Linked DNA regions of Mus musculus: region 1 is linked to region 2. The links are chromatin contacts, called in public Hi-C maps. All regions are on one chromosome and are shown on one strand. The core of a region is the stretch at or near the end of the contact, and the rest is flanking DNA. Distances in the headings are between cores, read along the strand shown.

What was found. Hi-C and Micro-C count contacts between places; a contact is called where the count stands out from the background.
Region 1: a contact with region 2 is called in a Hi-C map of the G1E-ER4 cell line, with 1.9 times the contacts expected there. The contact joins two enhancer-like sites. A contact is called at or near these places in 14 of 39 promoter capture datasets (the HPC-7 cell line, cranial neural crest, embryonic stem cells and 8 more), 2 of 15 datasets of contacts at CTCF or cohesin (the G1E-ER4 cell line and embryonic stem cells), 22 of 484 Hi-C or Micro-C datasets (CD8 T cells, the G1E-ER4 cell line, the HL-1 cell line and 7 more) and 5 of 115 datasets of contacts at active chromatin or transcription factors (embryonic basal ganglia, embryonic stem cells, fetal liver and 1 more).

What each region holds. Positions count from the first base shown.
Region 1 is chr10:83,194,494-83,199,977 of GRCm38.p6, forward strand. It overlaps Chst11 (carbohydrate sulfotransferase 11), which reads left to right. Exons shown (of 3, transcript NM_021439.2): 3 at 1-1,407. Among named protein-coding and RNA genes, the nearest start is that of Slc41a2, 140 kb to the right of the region's middle. Within about 2 kb of position 1,823, at least 20 of the 459 cell types and tissues checked have an H3K27ac peak or open chromatin away from gene starts, as enhancers often do. A contact at or near this core is called in the G1E-ER4 cell line and the HL-1 cell line, where this site is marked.
Region 2 is chr10:82,955,900-82,961,175 of GRCm38.p6, forward strand. No RefSeq gene overlaps it. Among named protein-coding and RNA genes, the nearest start is that of Gm33781, 24 kb to the left of the region's middle. Within about 2 kb of position 2,787, at least 78 of the 459 cell types and tissues checked have an H3K27ac peak or open chromatin away from gene starts, as enhancers often do. A contact at or near this core is called in the G1E-ER4 cell line and the HL-1 cell line, where this site is marked.

The DNA.
Region 1 (5,484 bases), core at 573-3,072, 240 kb after region 2:
CAATTTTCAAAATATGTATCGGCTTGACTGTTTATTGTAGAGTGTAGAAAGGTTTCTGTGTTCCTGGCTAAAGACATCCATTGGTGAAATGTGCTTGGAAATCCAAGTGTTTTCTACTGAGGAAAAAAAAATGTTGGAAAAGCTTTCTCCTGCATGCCTCTTGTGCTTAGCTAGAAAGGGGAGCTGCCAGCGTCCCAGCTCTGAGCCACTGTTCAAAGGTGCAGCTGTGTTTTAGGACTAGGTACAGGCAGAGTGATAAGGACATGCCTGCTTAGTGTACTCATTTATCGAGAAAGTTTAGACTATGAGCCACAGGGGTCCCTGCCTGCAGTCCCTATAGCCTCCCCCTGCCCCAGTGCCTTTCTCAGCTGGTCTGGGAATCAGGGCAGCCCATTGAGGGGGGCTCAGACAACCCTTTCTTCCTGGTTCTGGGAGTAAGGCTTTCTCTGCAGCCACAAGGAGAACATGGGAACCAGAAACTTCTCTTTGGTCAGCCCTTCTGAGCACACAGGTTTAGCCCATGCTCCAAGAATGCTCCTGAGCATTGTATAAGCCCCTAGGACTCTTAGCTCATGTGATAATGATTGCATTACTATCCTGCTTTAACTGACAAAACCACAGAGAATTTTGCTTGCTTTCCTACTCTCTTCCTCTGCCCAGGCCTCCTCCATACGTATACATACACACATGGGCATGTATACACACACATGCACAATAGACATGCACACACACATGCACACATGGGTATACATATACACACATGCACAATAGACATGCATATATACATATACATGCACACATTGATAGGCATACACACATGCACAGTAGACATGCACACATGGGTATACATAGACACACATGCACAGACATGCATACACACACATGCACACATAAATGTGCACACACACATACACAAATTGCCCAAGCCTGTGCACTCCTGGTACCCATGTCCCATCCTGGCCCACCTCTTTGTCAGCAGGACTGACTCCATCACTCCCTCAGGTTTTGCCCACCAGCACCCCCCAGCTTTCCCCCAGCAGAGCTAAACAGCCCCTCTGAATAGACAACAGGACCTTCTAGAAACAGCTGAACCCTTGGACAGCAGCAGGCAGATTTTGATCTGCTCTCATCAGGTACAAAAGGTGGTATCCGTATTCTCTTCTGAGCATGCTCAGTAAGCATATGGACATAGAATTTAACATCTCTGTGGAGTGTGTGTTTTTTACATATTTGTATGCAGTCGAGGAGGGCCTGTTGTAGAATTCTCTCCCTGTATCTTACTATACTGTTAAAGAAGCTGAATTCTATGTTGCCAACAGATGCGTGAAATGTTCCTCCAGGAAAAGCCATTCAAGCCTGATTATTTTTCTAAGTAACTTCAATTAAATTGAAGAAGAAAAAAAAAAAGCCAGAATCTGTTTTCTGTGTGTGGACTATTTTTGGTTCATTAATGAAAGACTGGGGAGTGCAGTGGGGTGGGCTGTGCCCTTCAGCCTGCAAGTGATCTGCTCATGTGTGTGAGTGTGGAGATGAGACTCTGCTAGTCATCCAGCCAGGGTGAAGCCCCCTTCCCCTCAGTGGCCAGGGTGGAGCTTGCTTGCCCCCAGTGGCCAGGTCCTCCTTGTTAAATGGGTGAATGGAAACTTTGCTTCATTCTGCTTTTCTCTAGAAGTCTCTGCGCACACTGGAAGATTCTCTGGCTAGTGTGGTCCTGCCTCTGTGTCAAGAGCGAGGAAATAAAGCCCCCCCCCCCCGTGGGTGGTGGCAGAGCCAATCCTCACAGCCTACACCCTGGCACTAGACCATGTCTCCCTCTGAGCAGATGTCCGTTCCTGCAACTAGGAAACCACAGAGCTGATCTGCAGACTCACCTCTGCTCCTCTCTGATGCGCCACATCACTTCCTGTGACTGGGACAACTTAAGGAATGAGCCTGTTCTGGCTCACGGTGTGAGAGATCCATAAGTCTTGGTGAGGAGGGTGTGGCAGTTGGTCACCTCGCATCCACAGCCAGGAGGCTTTCAAAGATGAAGGCTGGTGCTCAGCTCACTTTCTCCTTTTCATTCAGTTCAGAATCCCAGCCCAGGGCATGATGCTGCCCACAATGGCCGTATCATCTCAATTAACTCAGTCTGAAAACACCTCTCACATGCCGAGAGGTTTGTTCCCATGGTGACTCTAAATCTCCATCAAGTTGATAGTTAACACCACAGCTGGGCATTGTCTTGGTCTGCTTTCTGTTGTTGTAACATAATACTTGAGGTGGTTAAGTGATAAGCACATTTATTTGGTTCCTGATTCAGGTAATAGAATTGTGTAGAAAAAAAAGAGAGCTTTCGGGTCCATCGTGATATAACAGAAATGGGAAGAGAACGGCCACCTGGGGGGGGGGGGGATCCAGAAGGAAAGATGGACTCAGGAGCCAGCTTGAGAGTCCCCATTCCCTTTGATGGCTTTATTACCACCAGATACAGATCTTAAGGTACACGCTCATTTGCTATCCAAACCCCAGAATCTTCTAGCTTTGTTGCCAGGACACTTTTCCATGTTTTTATACACACACACACACACACACACACACACACACACACACACACACACAAAATCCCACTTGAAAGCTGTTTCTAAAACCCAAATCTCAGAAAAGCCACACAGAACAGCTATCAGTAAAACAAAAGGAAGGGATACTTGGCGGGCTGGCAAGCTCGGAATTCCAGCACTCACTGAGGCAGGAGGATTGCCCTGAACTGAACTTAAGCCTGAACAAAATGGTATTACATTGCTTAAAAAACTGTGTCTCTGTGTGTGTGTGTGTGTGAATATGTGTGTATGTGTGACTGTATGTATGTATGTGTGAGAGAGTATGTGTATGTGACTATGTATGTATGTGTGTGAGTGTATTTGAGACTATGTATATGTGAGTTATGTGTGTGAGTGTGTGTACTATGTGTGTATTGTGTGAGTGTATTGGTGTATGTGTATGAGTGTGAATATGTGTGTGTATGTGTGAGTGTGTATATGTGTGAGAGTGTGAGTATGTGAGTGTGTGTGTGAATGTATATATGTGTGTATGTGTATGAGTGTATGTATATATGTGTGTAAGTGTGTGAGTGTGTCCGTCAGAGATCAGCTTTGAGTATCATTCCTCAGATACTACCCACCTTGTATCTTGGACAGAGTCACTGGGCTCACCAGTTTCAGCTAGGCTGGCAGGCTAGCCAGCCCCAGAGCTGGGATTACGCGTGCACACTTCTGTGCCCTGGTTTTTGTTTTCTCACATGAGTGTTGAGGTCTAACTTTCATCCTCATCCCTGCTTAGCAAGCACTTGACTGAGTCCTCCTACTCAGCCCTTGATTCTGTTTTCAGACACACCATGTATGGTTCCTGATGAGTCCACTCATCTGGCTGTCTTTGCCACCAGCAGAAGAGCTCACACCATGCCCAGACCTCAGGGCTTAGTCACCTCAAAGGAGGCCCGCTAAGCAGACTGAATGTAACTTCGCCATCTAACCCAGCCCTGACCCTTCACGGCCACTGTGCAGGTCCATGGGATGCCGAGCAGACTAAGACCTTCCTGGCTTCATCTTGAGAGAAGTGCTGAATGGCTTGTTTGCAGCCAGTCAGTCAGTAGGAAATTCCGATGGTGTCACTGGCGCCCTCAACTGGACACTGCAGGAAGTGCAGCGACTGCGGCTTGTGTGGGCAAAGCCCTCCCTCCTGGCCTCGCCCCCAAGAGACAGGTACAGATGATTAGGGAAAAGGGCAAAGTGCCCCATCTTGAGAAGAGGTAGATTTTCCCAAAGTATGACTTTCCAACAGTCTTTTAATAAGAACATTTTATAATAGACACACAGATAAATAAAACAAAAAGGGTTTTTTTAAGAGAGGAAGAATTAAGCCGGGCGTGGTGGCGCACGCCTTTAATCCCAGCACTCGGGAGGCAGAGGCAGGAGGATTTCTGAGTTCGAGGCCAGCCTGGTGTACAAAGTGAGTTCCAGGACAGCCAGGGCTACACAGAGAAACCCTGTCTCGAAAAACAAAACCAAAAAAAAAAAAAAAAAAAAGAGGAAGAATTAGTTTATACCCAAATTCAAGTAAGAAATCAAAGTATATACTTCCTGTATGGTGTGCCAGGGAGACAAGGAGCATCTTCATTCAAAATATGGAAATAAAAAATAACCTCCGCATTAATGAACTGCTGCTGTTCCTCCTCCTCCTCCTCCTCCTCCTCCTCCTCCTTCTTGTTTGTTTTCTCCTGGAGCCCAGGGCTTGAGCTTGCTATGTATCAGAAGATAACCTTATGCTCCTGATCCTTCTACCTCCTCTTGCCCAGTTCCTGGAACTACCAGGCATACAGTCCACGGCTAAATTTAGAATTGAACCCAGGGATGAGGCGCATGCTGGCCAAGTGCTCTGCGGCCAGGCCACACCCACAGCTCTTCCGCAATATTTTTAAGGTGATAGTACATCATGGTGGAGAAAAGACAAAGGCTCAGGATCTTTCCCATTGGCATGAAGGAGCCGGGCCTAGTCAGGCCCTTTACCTTTTGGGTTAAGTCAGAAACAGCCACTGCCTGGAACCAAGCTGAAGACAGAAAGAACAAACTGTCCAATGCCAGAATGGGCTCTGGGTGTGGACCTTAAGGTCCCTGAAGAGCCACTCTGCCCTCGTCCCAAATGCCTCAAGGGATCTTAAAATGTTTGCTTTCAATGTGGCTTTTTCCAAATTATGTCTGTCTGTCTGTCTGTCTCTGTGAGTGTGTGTGTGTGTGTGTGTGCGCGCGCGCGCGCGCGCGCATGCGTGCATGTTGTGTTTGGATATAAGTGTGTGGGTGGATTTGGACACACGTGTATCACAGAGCACATGTGGAGGTCCGAGGTCTGCCTCAGGAGTCACCCTTGCCATCAACCTTGTCTTGGAAAGAGTCTCTCTTTGTTCACTGGTGCACACACCATGCTAGCTGTCACATGTGCTCTTAGAGCCTCGGGTCTCTGCCTGCCATCTTACCGTGGCTGCTCGGGAATTCCAGGCTCATGAGTGGCTCTGTGAGTCTCTGCCAACAATTGAATGGTGACGTAAGTATAGGAGAGTTTAGCTTGGAATCCCATTTGGTTTTGGGTTATGCATGCACATGCACGTGCTCGTGCACACACACACACACACACACACACACACACACACACACACACACACACTGCAACCTAGTTCACTTGCATATGCTATATATACTAACTCCTCTCCAAAATGCACCTAGCAACCTCAGGAGACCCTCCTCACCCCCCTCGCATCAGGTTCCAGGCGCTCACAGCCCTGAACAGTAGCACAGATTTTTGCCACTCCAGGTAACAAGCAAATTTAGTCACTTTCTATTCAAGTGTATTCCCAGTGTATCTATATACAAAGAACAGAAGGGATGATCTGGTCTGAACTGGTTTGGGTTACATGCACAGTAAAGCAGAAATGTATCCTCAAACCTTTTAGGG
Region 2 (5,276 bases), core at 1,537-4,036:
CACTATAAGGAGATGTGGCCTTGTTGGAGGAAGTGTGTCACTGTGGGTGGGCTTTGAGGGCTTCTATGCTCAAGCTACATCTAGGGACAGTCCCTTTCTGTTGCCTGAGGATCAAAATGTAGAATTTCAGCTCTGTCTCCAGCACCATGCCTGCCTTGATGCTGCCATAAGGTCCACCATAATGAACTCAACTTCTGAAGCTGTAATGGCTTACAGTCCCAGTGAGATGTTTTCCTTTATAAGAGTTGCCTTGGTTATGGTGTCTCTTCACAGCAATAGAACCCTAACTAAGGCAGAAGTTGGTACCAAAGACTGGGATATTGCTGTGATAGGTCTGACCATGTTTTTATTTGGAGGAATTCTGACTTTGGGACTCTGGATTAGGAAAACAGTGGAATGTTTTAAGTGCTACTTAATGGGCCATCCTAGTAGAAACATGGAAGACAGTGGTGCTGAGGGAGATTTGAACTGTGGAGGCCTGGCTCAAGAGGTTTCAGAGGAGAAGAATTTTAGTTTGTTGCCTAGAAATAGTTCTTGTGATATTTCCGTGAAGAATGTGACTGCTTTTTGCCCTTGTCCAAAGAGTCTGCTGAGGCTAAGGTGAAGAGATTTGGATTAATTGCATTGGAAAAGGAATTCTCAAAACAGTCTAGTATAGGCTTGACCCGTGGTTCACTCTTATGAAGAGCATTTTGATGAGATAAAGAAAGCGGAGCAAGGAAAAAATACAAAACGTATGGGTCTAGTGTAGGCTGACTCTTTTAAAACCTACTTTAGTAAGGATTCTCAAGTGCTCCAACCCCCCTTCTAGCCCACTGTCCAAAGGTAGGGGGAAAAGATGGTAAATAGGGCAAGGAGATGTGGACCTGTTCAGAAGCAGTTCTTTGGGGGCAATTCCAATCTCTGTTTGTCAGGATGACAACAGTCCAGTTTAAAAGTGTCACTGAACACAAATTAGCAATGGTGGCATGATCCAGCAGAAACTGGATTTATGCCTGGAGTTTTCTGCTGTGCCTCTCTCAGTGAAGATCAGGAAAGACAAGAAACCAAGGAAGAGTTGGTGTCCTACTGATACCCTCTCCAAACATCAAGCATTCTCTCTTGGGTCTAGCCTCAGTAAAACATCACAGGAGTCTGCATCACATGACACAAACAGAAATTTCCACTTTATTCAAGAGTTAAAGAGTACCAGGAAGTACAATAAATCTAAATCCATTGTTCAAGGAGATAAACAGATTAAAGATATTAAATGGAATTAAGGAAGTGGTGACCTCAGAAAAGTACCCATCCAGCTAAGTTTCCATCTTATGAAAGGGAATTTTAAGAAAAGCTCAGGTCCAGGCTTGAAGGTACATACATGCCTTTAATCCCAGTACTCAGGAAACAGGCCTGCAGAGCTCTGAGTTCAAGCCCAGTCTGGTCTAAAGCTATTGAAAATATAATTAAATAGGAGGGTGTAGTGGCTATTCCTGGTTGTCAACTTGACCATATCTGGAATGAAATACAATCCAGAATTGGAAGGCTCACCAGTGACCCTTATCTGGAGGCTTGGAGATAGAAGTTTCTGATCTGGATCTTGGTATGGAGATCTTGAGCCTTAGTGTCTATGGATTCCAGAAGATTAAATCTCCGAGTTCAAGGAACACACCTTTAATCTGGGCTACACCTTCTGCTGGAGACAAAATAAGGACATTGGAAGAAGGGAGTCTAGCTCTAGCTCTTGCTCCTTCGCCTGCTTGCTGTGTGAGACTGAGTAACTGCTAGATCCTTGGACTTCCATTCACAGCTGCGATTGAACCAACCCAACAATGGTTCAATTGGGCTGCCGACTGTAAGTCATCAATAAATTCTTTTACTATATAGAGACTATCCGTAAGTTCTGTGACTCTAGAGAACCCTGACTAATACAGAGGGCCATGTTCCAGCCCCAACAAGCAACAGAACCTGGCAGCTTCGGCCATGTGGTTCTAGCTTTCGAGTCAAGGATAGAAGAAAAGGGCTATGAAGTCCTCCCTCCATAACTAAGGAAAGTCAGAGGCCAGGCATGTAGCAGGGGTGGCTCTGCAATGGAGGCCCGGAAAGGTCACTTTGTGAAGCTGTGAAGGTGAAGCCTGGGTTTCCTTGGAGACCCTAAGATGCTGGAGATGTCAGATCTGTGGGATGTCTGCCAAAGAGAGCTGCTAACAGGGAGTAGAGCCAGCCCATGAGGAAGAAGCCTGTTGTCATCAACAAAGCAGAAAACAGTTGGTGATCTGAAGAGTTTTGACGTCAGACGTGGAGATTCAAAGCTTGAGGCTTGCCCAGCTGGTTTTCAATCTTGCTTTGCTGCCTGTGTATCAAGATGTAGAACTCTCAGCTCCTCCTAGGACCTAGGGGCCACCTGAGAGCTGTGGGCTTGGAAGGAACCTCAAAGAGTCCTTCTTCCCCATTTCTTCTTACGTAGCACACGGGTTTGCTGCCTGCTGCACACAGCATTGGTCAGTGTCTTCTCTGGCACTGCTTGTTGTTGAAGCCAAGCTGCCTGAATGACCTAGGTCACTTGCTACACTCTTGCCTGACCCTGCTGGTCATCCTCTCAGGCCTGTGACGTCAGACTTCTCACTGTCTTGGCAACCACGGAGACAGAAATGAAGCTGTTTGAAAGAGGCACCATACCCCTCCCTTTGCGATCAGAGTATTGAAACAGGAAGTAGAATTTTCCCCCAGAAACTCTTTCTGGGAAAAGGAATAGGCTGGGTCCTTTGCCAGGCAGAGGGAGAACTTTTCTCTCAAAAGGGACCACACAGTTCTGACTCATTAGGCTGCCTTGCAGGAGAGATTAGAGCCCAGACTGTGAATGTACTAGGGTGTGTGGCAATTTGACTACTTAGTTATTCCTGTCTTTTGCCCTCTATTTAAACCCTGACCTTATGTTAGGACCCAGAAGATAGAGCTAGGACTGGAGACCTTTTCCCAGTGAGGCCACATTGAGTAAATCTCTTTTCTTTGACATCTTGCTATTTTCGTGTTTGTTGAATTGGCTATTGTCCGAACCAGACTTGGCAGGGTTACCAGGGCCAGGCTCTGACCCTAACAACTCTGGTAACATCATAGATTATCATGTCCCTTCAAATTCATGCCCACCTGGGACCACAGAGTCTAATTTTAATTGAAAATGAGATCAGTGGTGGAGCATACCTTTAATCCCAGCACTTGGGAGGCAGAGGCAGGTGGATCTCTCTGAGTTCCAGGAGAGGCTACATAGAGAAACCCTGTCTTAAAAAACTAAAGAGAGGGAGGGAGAGAGAGAGACAGACAGACAGACACACACAGACACAGAGACAGAGACAGACAGACACACAGAGAGAGAATAAAGTCTTTGCTCATATTAATTACAGCGATGTCAGTTGGGGTTGGGGTGGGTCCACTGAGCACCATGTATTTGACAGTATGGCTGAGGACACAGCAGCAGACATGAAGAAGGTCACATGACCATGGAAGCAGATGGAGGGATGCAACCAAGCAAAGTCCAGCATGGCCAGGAGCTCAAAATCTGGGAGAAGAGCATGCATCAGTCCTTGCCCCACTTGGATCCTCCAGAAGGAACCAGTCCTGCCAACAGCCTTGGTTTTGGGATCCAGCCTTGGAATCTCTGTTGCTTTAAGTCATGTGGCTTGTGGCACTGTTTCAATGGCCCTCTGACAGCAATAGAACTCCCAAGGTCAAGGATGCTGTAAGCAGACCACTGGCTGACTAGGAAAGATAAGGTCAGGGAAGCTCTGGAAAGAGACAAATATGGAGGACACTGGAGAAGAGAGCTGGGAGCCCAGCTGCACAAGAAGGGTCTCCTTCTGTAAAACCCCCCATAACACCATATCTGCACAATGCAGCTACAGTGGAAGCTTCCGTTCTAAGGTGGAAGCCTGGTGTGACGAGCTTCCATCCTGCCCTCCAGACTCCTTGATCTCAAAACCTTAAACAAGACATGGTCATACATTCAGGCAGAGTGGTAACATCTGTAATCCCAGCTCTCAGAGGCCGGTGCAGGAGAACTGAGAGTTTTGAGGGCAGACTGACTGCATATGAAGCCTCTGTCTCAAACTTAACCTAAGAAAAGACTACACCTGTCCCAGTTGTTTTGCATCTCCCCCTGCCCCTGGTATTTTCATCTGCATGTTTCATGTGTGGGTACTGAGACTCAATACTCTAGTCCCCATTTCATGTGTGGGTACTGAGACTCAATACTCTAGTCCTCATTTCATGTGTGGGTACTGAGACTCAATACTCTAGTCCCCATTTCATGTGTGGGTACTGAGACTCAATACTCTAGTCCTCATTTCATGTGTGGGTACTGAGACTCAATACTCTAGTCCCCATTTCATGTGTGGGTACTGAGACTCAATACTCTAGTCCCCATTTCATGTGTGGGTACTGAGACTCAATACTCTAGTCCCCATTTCATGTGTGGGTACTGAGACTCAATACTCTAGTCCTCATTTCATGTGTGGGTACTGAGACTCAATACTCTAGTCCTCATTTCATGTGTGGGTACTGAGACTCAATACTCTAGTCCCCATGCTTCACTGACGGAACTGTTTCTGTTTCTTAATTCACTGTGGCTGAAGTTTCTAAAGCTGACAACCCAGGGAGCCAAAATAAAATAAAATAAAGCAATGTAAATAAAGTAACTCTTCAAAGATTCTGTTGTGGGATTACAACCAGGTCTTGAAGAATCCAGAATTCCCTGTTACCCCTGCATCGTTTGGCACAAACGGTGTTGTTCTAACACCTGTCTGGGTTGTGGAGAAAGGGGAATTTTCATGGGCATGGGCGGCAGCGGGGTGGGGGTGGGGTGGGGTGTGCAATAAGAAGGGCCGAATAGGTGGGTTTGGTAGAGTCAGAGTAATAATTAAAAAAAAAAATAATAATAAAGTAGAATCAGAGCAATAATTAAGGTAACTACAAAGATGGTGGTGATCCGCCTGTCTTTCTGACTCACATGTCTCGGGAACCCTGTAGAACATCAGATTCACAGGGAGGTTGGAATACAAAAGGATCCTCAGCTGGGTGGCAGTGGCATCAGTGGCAGTGGCCAATGCCTTTAATCCCAGCACTCCAGGCAGAGGCAGAAGGATCTCTGAGTTCAATTTTGAGGCCAGTCTGGTTTATAGAGCTAGTTCTAGGACAGCTAGGGATACACAGAGAAACCCCTGTTTCAAAAAAACAAGACACGATAAAAACAACAACAACAACAAAGATCGTTAGCTTTATTTTCCCCACAAGTGAAAGAGATGTGG